2 separate regions of the Mus musculus genome follow, and region 2 is linked to region 1. A link is a contact called in public HiChIP or PLAC-seq data. All regions are on one chromosome and are shown on one strand. Each heading gives the region's core, a stretch centred on a gene start, on an enhancer-like site or on the middle of the called end of the contact. The rest is flanking DNA. Distances are from core to core; before and after follow the strand shown.

Region 1 (2,885 bases), core at 96-2,595:
AAAAATCCCAGAAATCGGGGCCAGTGAGATGGCTTAGAGGACTCTTGCCACCAGCCCTGAAGATCTGTCATCCAGGGGCTGGCGAGATGGCTCAGCGGTTAAAAAACACTGACTGCTCTTCCAGAGGTCCTGAGTTCAATTCCCAGCAACCACATGGTGGCTCACAACCATCTACAATGGAATCTGATGATCTCTTCTGTCATGTAGGTGTACATGAAGACAGAGCACTCATATACATAAAATAAATAAATAAATCTTTTTTTAAAAATCTGTCATCCAGGGGACACACATGGTGGGGTAGAAAGAACTGCATCCCATCCCAGAAGTTGTCCTCAGAGTGCATGCACTCTGTGTCAATGGGAGTATATACACACTCACACCAACTAAATAAATGTAATCACCCCTCCCCCCATGGAGGGCAGAGTGCCTGCTCAGCATGGACAAAACCCCGAATTTCACCCCCAGCCTTGTATTAACTTATCATAGTGGCACAGGCTAAAATGTCTGGGACCCTACCAAAAAATAAAATTCCCCATATTCAACTATGCAGAGACAAGCAAACAGGTCTCTGTGAACTTTGCTTCGGTGACATCAGCAATTGTTCACACCAACGCATTACAATGATCACATGGAATCACAATATTCATTTTGCAGGTGGGCAAGCTAAAAGTCTGGTTATCATCATCATTATTATTATTTTTAAAGATAGGTGCTCATGTAACTCAGGCTGGTTGCAAACCTCAATATATATCTAAGGGAACCTACTTTTTTTTTTTTTTTTTTTTGAGACGGTTTCTCTAGACTGGCCTTGATCTTAAGAGATTCACCTGCCTCTGCCACTCAAGTACTGGAATTAAAGGTGCGCGACACCACCGACCGGCTTCTACTTTTTTTAATGTTTAGATTTATTTTTACATGAGTGTGTGTATAAGCGCGGGGCCATAAATATATGGGTGCCACGTGTCCGCGGAGTCCAGAAGAGGGCGTCGGATTCCCTCACACTGTACTTGTGCATGGCTGTGAATCACCTAGTAGATGGTGGGAACTGAACCCGGGTCTTTTGGAGGAGCAGCCAGTGCTCGTAACGACTGAGCCATTCTCTACAGCTCCGACCTAGAGCCTGGGCGTCTCTTTGGAGCACGTTTGGACCCTCGACCTTCCTTTCCTTTTAATCGATCACACGGCTTCTTGCAGCAATTCCCTCAAAGTACCCACTTCCTCCACGCTCCGTGTTTTGATCATTGGCTGACAGCTCCAGCGACGAACTTAGTCTGTGAACTATAGCCAATGAGGCCTCTGTGTGGGCGGGCCCAAGATGAGATATCGCTTTTGATTGGTCAGCGGCACTCAGCAAATGGCGGAGGCGCTGAGGCGGGTGCTGAATGCCGGCTGCGCGGCAAGGCCAGGAGAGGATGGCGCTGCCGGGCCGCCATTGCTGTTGCTCGGCGCTCCGCGCTCTGCGCAGACGTCGCTGCTGTTTGCAGCCGCCCTTGAGGCGGCAGGGGAAGGCCGCGGGTCCGTCCTCTTCGTGACGCGAAGGCCCCTTCAGAGCCTGCCGCTCAGTACACCCACAGCGCGAGAGCATTGGCGGCTCCAGGTAAACGGAGGGCTGGACCTGGCAATGCGTTACCCAATGGCGGGCTAGTTCGCGCCTGAGTGACAGTTCGATAGGCAAATGGCAGCGTGAATCGTAGATTCACAACTAAATCGTCATAAAGCGTCTGTGGAAGTGGTGGGTGGAAGAGGCGGAGTAGGGTCGTGGGACGGGACAGTGCGGGTTTAGTTAAGATGAAGTGAAAGACCGTCCTGTGGTCGGGCGGCATTGGTGAGCATGGGTGACAAACCAAAACAAACCACCAAAAACAACAACAAAAAAATACGGACTGGGATTAACTGAACAGAGAATTTACCTAACATGCGCGAAGCCCTGGGTTCTTTCTATCCCTTTAACCAGACTTGATAATATATGCCTGGGATTCAGTTCTCAGAAGTGTCAGGCCATCCTTGGCTACAAAACGCGTTTGCGATCATCCTGGGTCACATGAGGCCCTGTATTAAAGAAAAAAAATGTTTTTTCCTTAAATAATCTTGAGCAGTGACAACTGCTGGAGAAGGGCAGGTGACAAGGGTGAAGTATTTGAGCTGGTGCTTCATCCTGGAACTTTATATATGGACCATGAGAGCCTAGACCGGAAAGTATAGAAGTGAGGTAGCCATAATAGGGAGTTTTGACCTCCTATATTAAGTCTAGCCTTTTCCTATCTTCTAGAAGGTTCGTTTCCAGTACCCATCCTCAATTCAAGAGCTTCTCCAGCTGCTGGCCTCTGCCCATGAGGCCCCAGCACCGACCCCATCCCTTCTACTCCTGGACGGCCTGGAAGAATATCTCGCAGAGGATCCCAGTGCCCAGGAAGCCGCCTACTTGGCTGCATTGCTTCTGGATACTGCTGCCTTCTTTAGCCACCGTCTTGGAGCCAATGGCAGTTGTGGGCTTGTTGTGGCCCTTGAAACCCAGAAAGAAGCAGAGGCCGATGCCCCACATCTGCCATTACTTAAGCGATATTTTCCTGCACAGTGCTGGTTGCAGCCAGATGCCCTAGGCTTGGGACAGCATTGCTGCCTTCGAGCCAGCCTAGAGTTGGGCAAACTGAGCCCTAGGACAGAGTGGTCAGTGAGTTTCTTACCCTGTGGAGAGATGAAGGTCACCCCATGGCTTGCCCAGGCTTCTAAGCTCAGCCCAGAGAAGAAAGATTCAAGTGCTGGAAGCCAGTCCTTAACTTTGGGATGTGACAACCTCCCTGGTCCTGGGTCTCCCTTGGATGGGATACTTACTTCAGAGACAGGTGCAGATTCAAAGACCTGAAAAATGTAGATTTTCTGTTTAT
Region 2 (2,755 bases), core at 91-2,590, 470 kb after region 1:
ATCCTAGTGCCTGCCACTGCCCCTGGCCCTCCTGAGTAGCAAGGCTTTGGCAGCAAAGGCCTGTTGGAGTATTTTGAGTTGTGATAACTTTATGATGCGCCCTCATTCCTTACTAATGTATTCGTGTGTTGACTCACACATTGTGATTTTTCCCTCCTATTTTGACGTATCAGATGTGTTGTTTATAGTGCTGTACAGTACGGACCCGTATCAGCATGGATGTGCTGGTTAGCATTTACTGATGACAGAGGTCGACGCACCTTCTCAGTGCTGGCAGATCGCCACTGTCCTTACCAGTCTCACAACAGCCCAGAAACAGGATTTCTTTTCATACGTTTTATTGAAGATTTGTTTTATGTTCTGTATATGAGGTGTTTTAAAAAGATTTACTGGTTGTTATGTGTATGGGTCTTTTCACTGTGTGTAAGTGTGGTGAATGCATAGATGCCTATGGAGGCCAGAGGCAGATGTTAGGTGCCTGGAAATGAGTCACAGACCACTGTGCACTGCTGTGTGAGTGCTGGGGCCCAGACTGGGTGGATCTGCCAGAGCGGCCCACCCGCCTGCCCAGAGGGCAGCGAAGTAAACGCTCACCTCACAGAATTGTCAGGTGTCCTCTCAATTAGAGTCTTGTTTCCTGTGGCTTTCTTGGAGGTTCTGATAATTTGTGTTTTTTTTTAAACCAGATTTTTAATTAGTTTTCACTTTGTGTATATTTGGAAAAACATCTCAACTTTTTAAGATGATGAGAAGTGGATAGTACATTGCCCTAGACGAAAGATGGAAATATTTTAAGACTGTCACCCTCCTCCTCATCATCATCACTGTCACCAAAGAGTATTATTTTTTGTCACGAGAATAAAAGCTTGCTTTGCCCTTCAGTAGTCTTTCAGGCTTGTGCTCCGCTGCCTGTATTTCCGATCGGGACTTTTGTTTGCCTCTTGAATAAATTTTCCTTGCTACTTTGCCCAAAAAAAAGCACATGTATCCAAGTGGTGCCCAGACATAAATGCAGGCGAAATACCCATAACACACAAGTAAATAAATAGATGCATTCTAAGCAGACTTTATAGATCGTTACAGAGGTGATTTTATAGATTGTTAGAGAGGACTGGTTGTCTTGTATGTTTTTAAATTTTTAAGTTTTTCCCCCTTTATCTAAATGGTACTTGTAACCTACTAACTGATTTGGAGCCATACTCGGTTTACATTGGAGTTCTTCCAAACCACCATGTATCTTGTCAAGAAGCCAATATCCTCTCTATCCAGCTTCTCCTAGCGGCAGTTACAGGTGCAATGTGCAGTATGTCAGCTGCACCATCTCTGGCTAAAGAGACTAGAAGACAGGGAAGAAGAGCGTGTGTATCGTCCCCGACCTCCTTTCCCTTTTCGGTTGGCCTCACTGTGTATCCTGGAGGCGCCCCACAGGAAGCAGCTAAAGATCAGACACGCGCCACTGGGCCAGCAAGGGCACTTGTAAGTTCACAGGCATTTATAGAAAACTTCAAAAGTCAGTGGAAACTATTTAAGCTCAGAAAATGTGCAGCTGGAGTTTCAGCTTAACTTCGTTAACCAGGAAATCTGAGCGCGTCTTGACAAATAAGGTCCTAATTAGCTAACTTCATCTCAGAGTGGCATGAGCTGCTGACTTAATCTCCTTTCTTTTACAGTCCATCAATATTATGGAGCTGACTTTACAAAAATATGGAAGTTATGAAAAATTTGAACAAGCTACTGGTGGTAGCTTGTTGTCTAAAACTCGAATCTGGAGTCATGTTAGAAAGTACATGGTGAAGGAAGGCTGCCTGGGAGAGGTATGGTCGTGGGTGGGCGGGGCCTGGGAGAGGCGTGGGCCATGGGTGGGCGGGGCAAGATTAGTGCCAAATGCAAGCTCTTTTCTGCAGGTTTTGTTTGGTCAGTTCTGTTTTACTGGTTGGATTGGGTTCTTGCCATCTGTCTTTTGCTCCTAGTGTCATTTCTGTATGTGTAGCAATAGCATTATCTGAGTTTCTCAATGAGAATTATTGAAGAGAGATTTTGCTGCAGTGTTCTTAGTCATCAGTCTCAAAACCAGCACTGACAAGGTGCAGGTTTCTGACACATGCATGCTCTAGATCTTCCCAGTTTTGTGTGGATTCAGAGGCTGGGGCAAGCACTCTGCTGTGAGGCTCTATCCCCACCTTTTCCGTTTGGCTTGATAGAGGACCTCACTAAGTTGCTCAGGCTGGCCTGGAATTCTCTCTGCAGCCCAGACCTTCTTCCTGCTTTAGTTTCTCTAGTCTCTGGGGTACCTTTTCTTCTGTCTTCTTTCTTTTCCTTCTTCCTTCCTTCCTTCCTTCTTCCTCCCCTCCTTCCCTCCCTTCTTCCCTCCCTTCCTTCCTTCTTTCCTTCACTTCCTCTCTCTCTTCCTTCCTCTTTGTTAAGACAGGGTCTCTTTCAGTCCTAACTGTCCTAGAGCTGACTATATAGACCAGGGTGGACTTGAACTCACAGAGATCCTCCTGTCTTTGCCTCTCAAGTGCTGGCCATTAAAGGTATATGCTACCACAACCAGCCTCCTTCATTTCCTTTCAGTCCAATGAATCCAATGAAAATCTCAGAGGGTTAAAATGATAAGGTTCAAAAGCAAACAACACAAAACCAATTAGACAGTTCAAATGTGGCTGGACGTACACGTCGTCAACTTAGGTGAATTGGGTAATCAATAGGTGAATAGGCCCGTTATTTTTTGCAAAAACTTTCCTCTCCATTTACA

Evidence for each region. HiChIP or PLAC-seq counts read pairs in DNA pulled down with a chosen protein or histone mark.
Region 2: a contact with region 1 is called in an H3K27ac HiChIP or PLAC-seq map of T-cell acute lymphoblastic leukemia, with 2.7 times the contacts expected there. The contact joins the enhancer-like site here to the promoter of Swsap1 in region 1. A contact is called at or near these places in 8 of 39 promoter capture datasets (the 3T3-L1 cell line, 3T3-L1-derived adipocytes, the HPC-7 cell line and 4 more) and 1 of 115 datasets of contacts at active chromatin or transcription factors (T-cell acute lymphoblastic leukemia).

Annotation. Positions count from the first base shown.
Region 1 is chr9:21,954,408-21,957,292 of GRCm38.p6, forward strand. It overlaps Swsap1 (SWIM type zinc finger 7 associated protein 1), which reads left to right and starts at 1,346. Exons shown (of 2, transcript NM_025870.1): 1 at 1,346-1,597; 2 at 2,270-2,885. The coding sequence starts at 1,355. The coding sequence ends at 2,863. Gm45914 (predicted gene, 45914) reads right to left here and starts at 1,599. Exons shown (of 1, transcript NR_132099.1): 1 at 877-1,599.
Region 2 is chr9:22,428,686-22,431,440 of GRCm38.p6, forward strand. 9530077C05Rik (RIKEN cDNA 9530077C05 gene) reads left to right here. Exons shown (of 7, transcript NM_026739.3): 3 at 1,671-1,814. Among named protein-coding and RNA genes, the nearest start is that of 9530077C05Rik, 19 kb to the left of the region's middle. Within about 2 kb of position 1,341, at least 65 of the 459 cell types and tissues checked have an H3K27ac peak or open chromatin away from gene starts, as enhancers often do. A contact at or near this core is called in the HPC-7 cell line, T-cell acute lymphoblastic leukemia, hematopoietic stem and progenitor cells and 1 more, where this site is marked.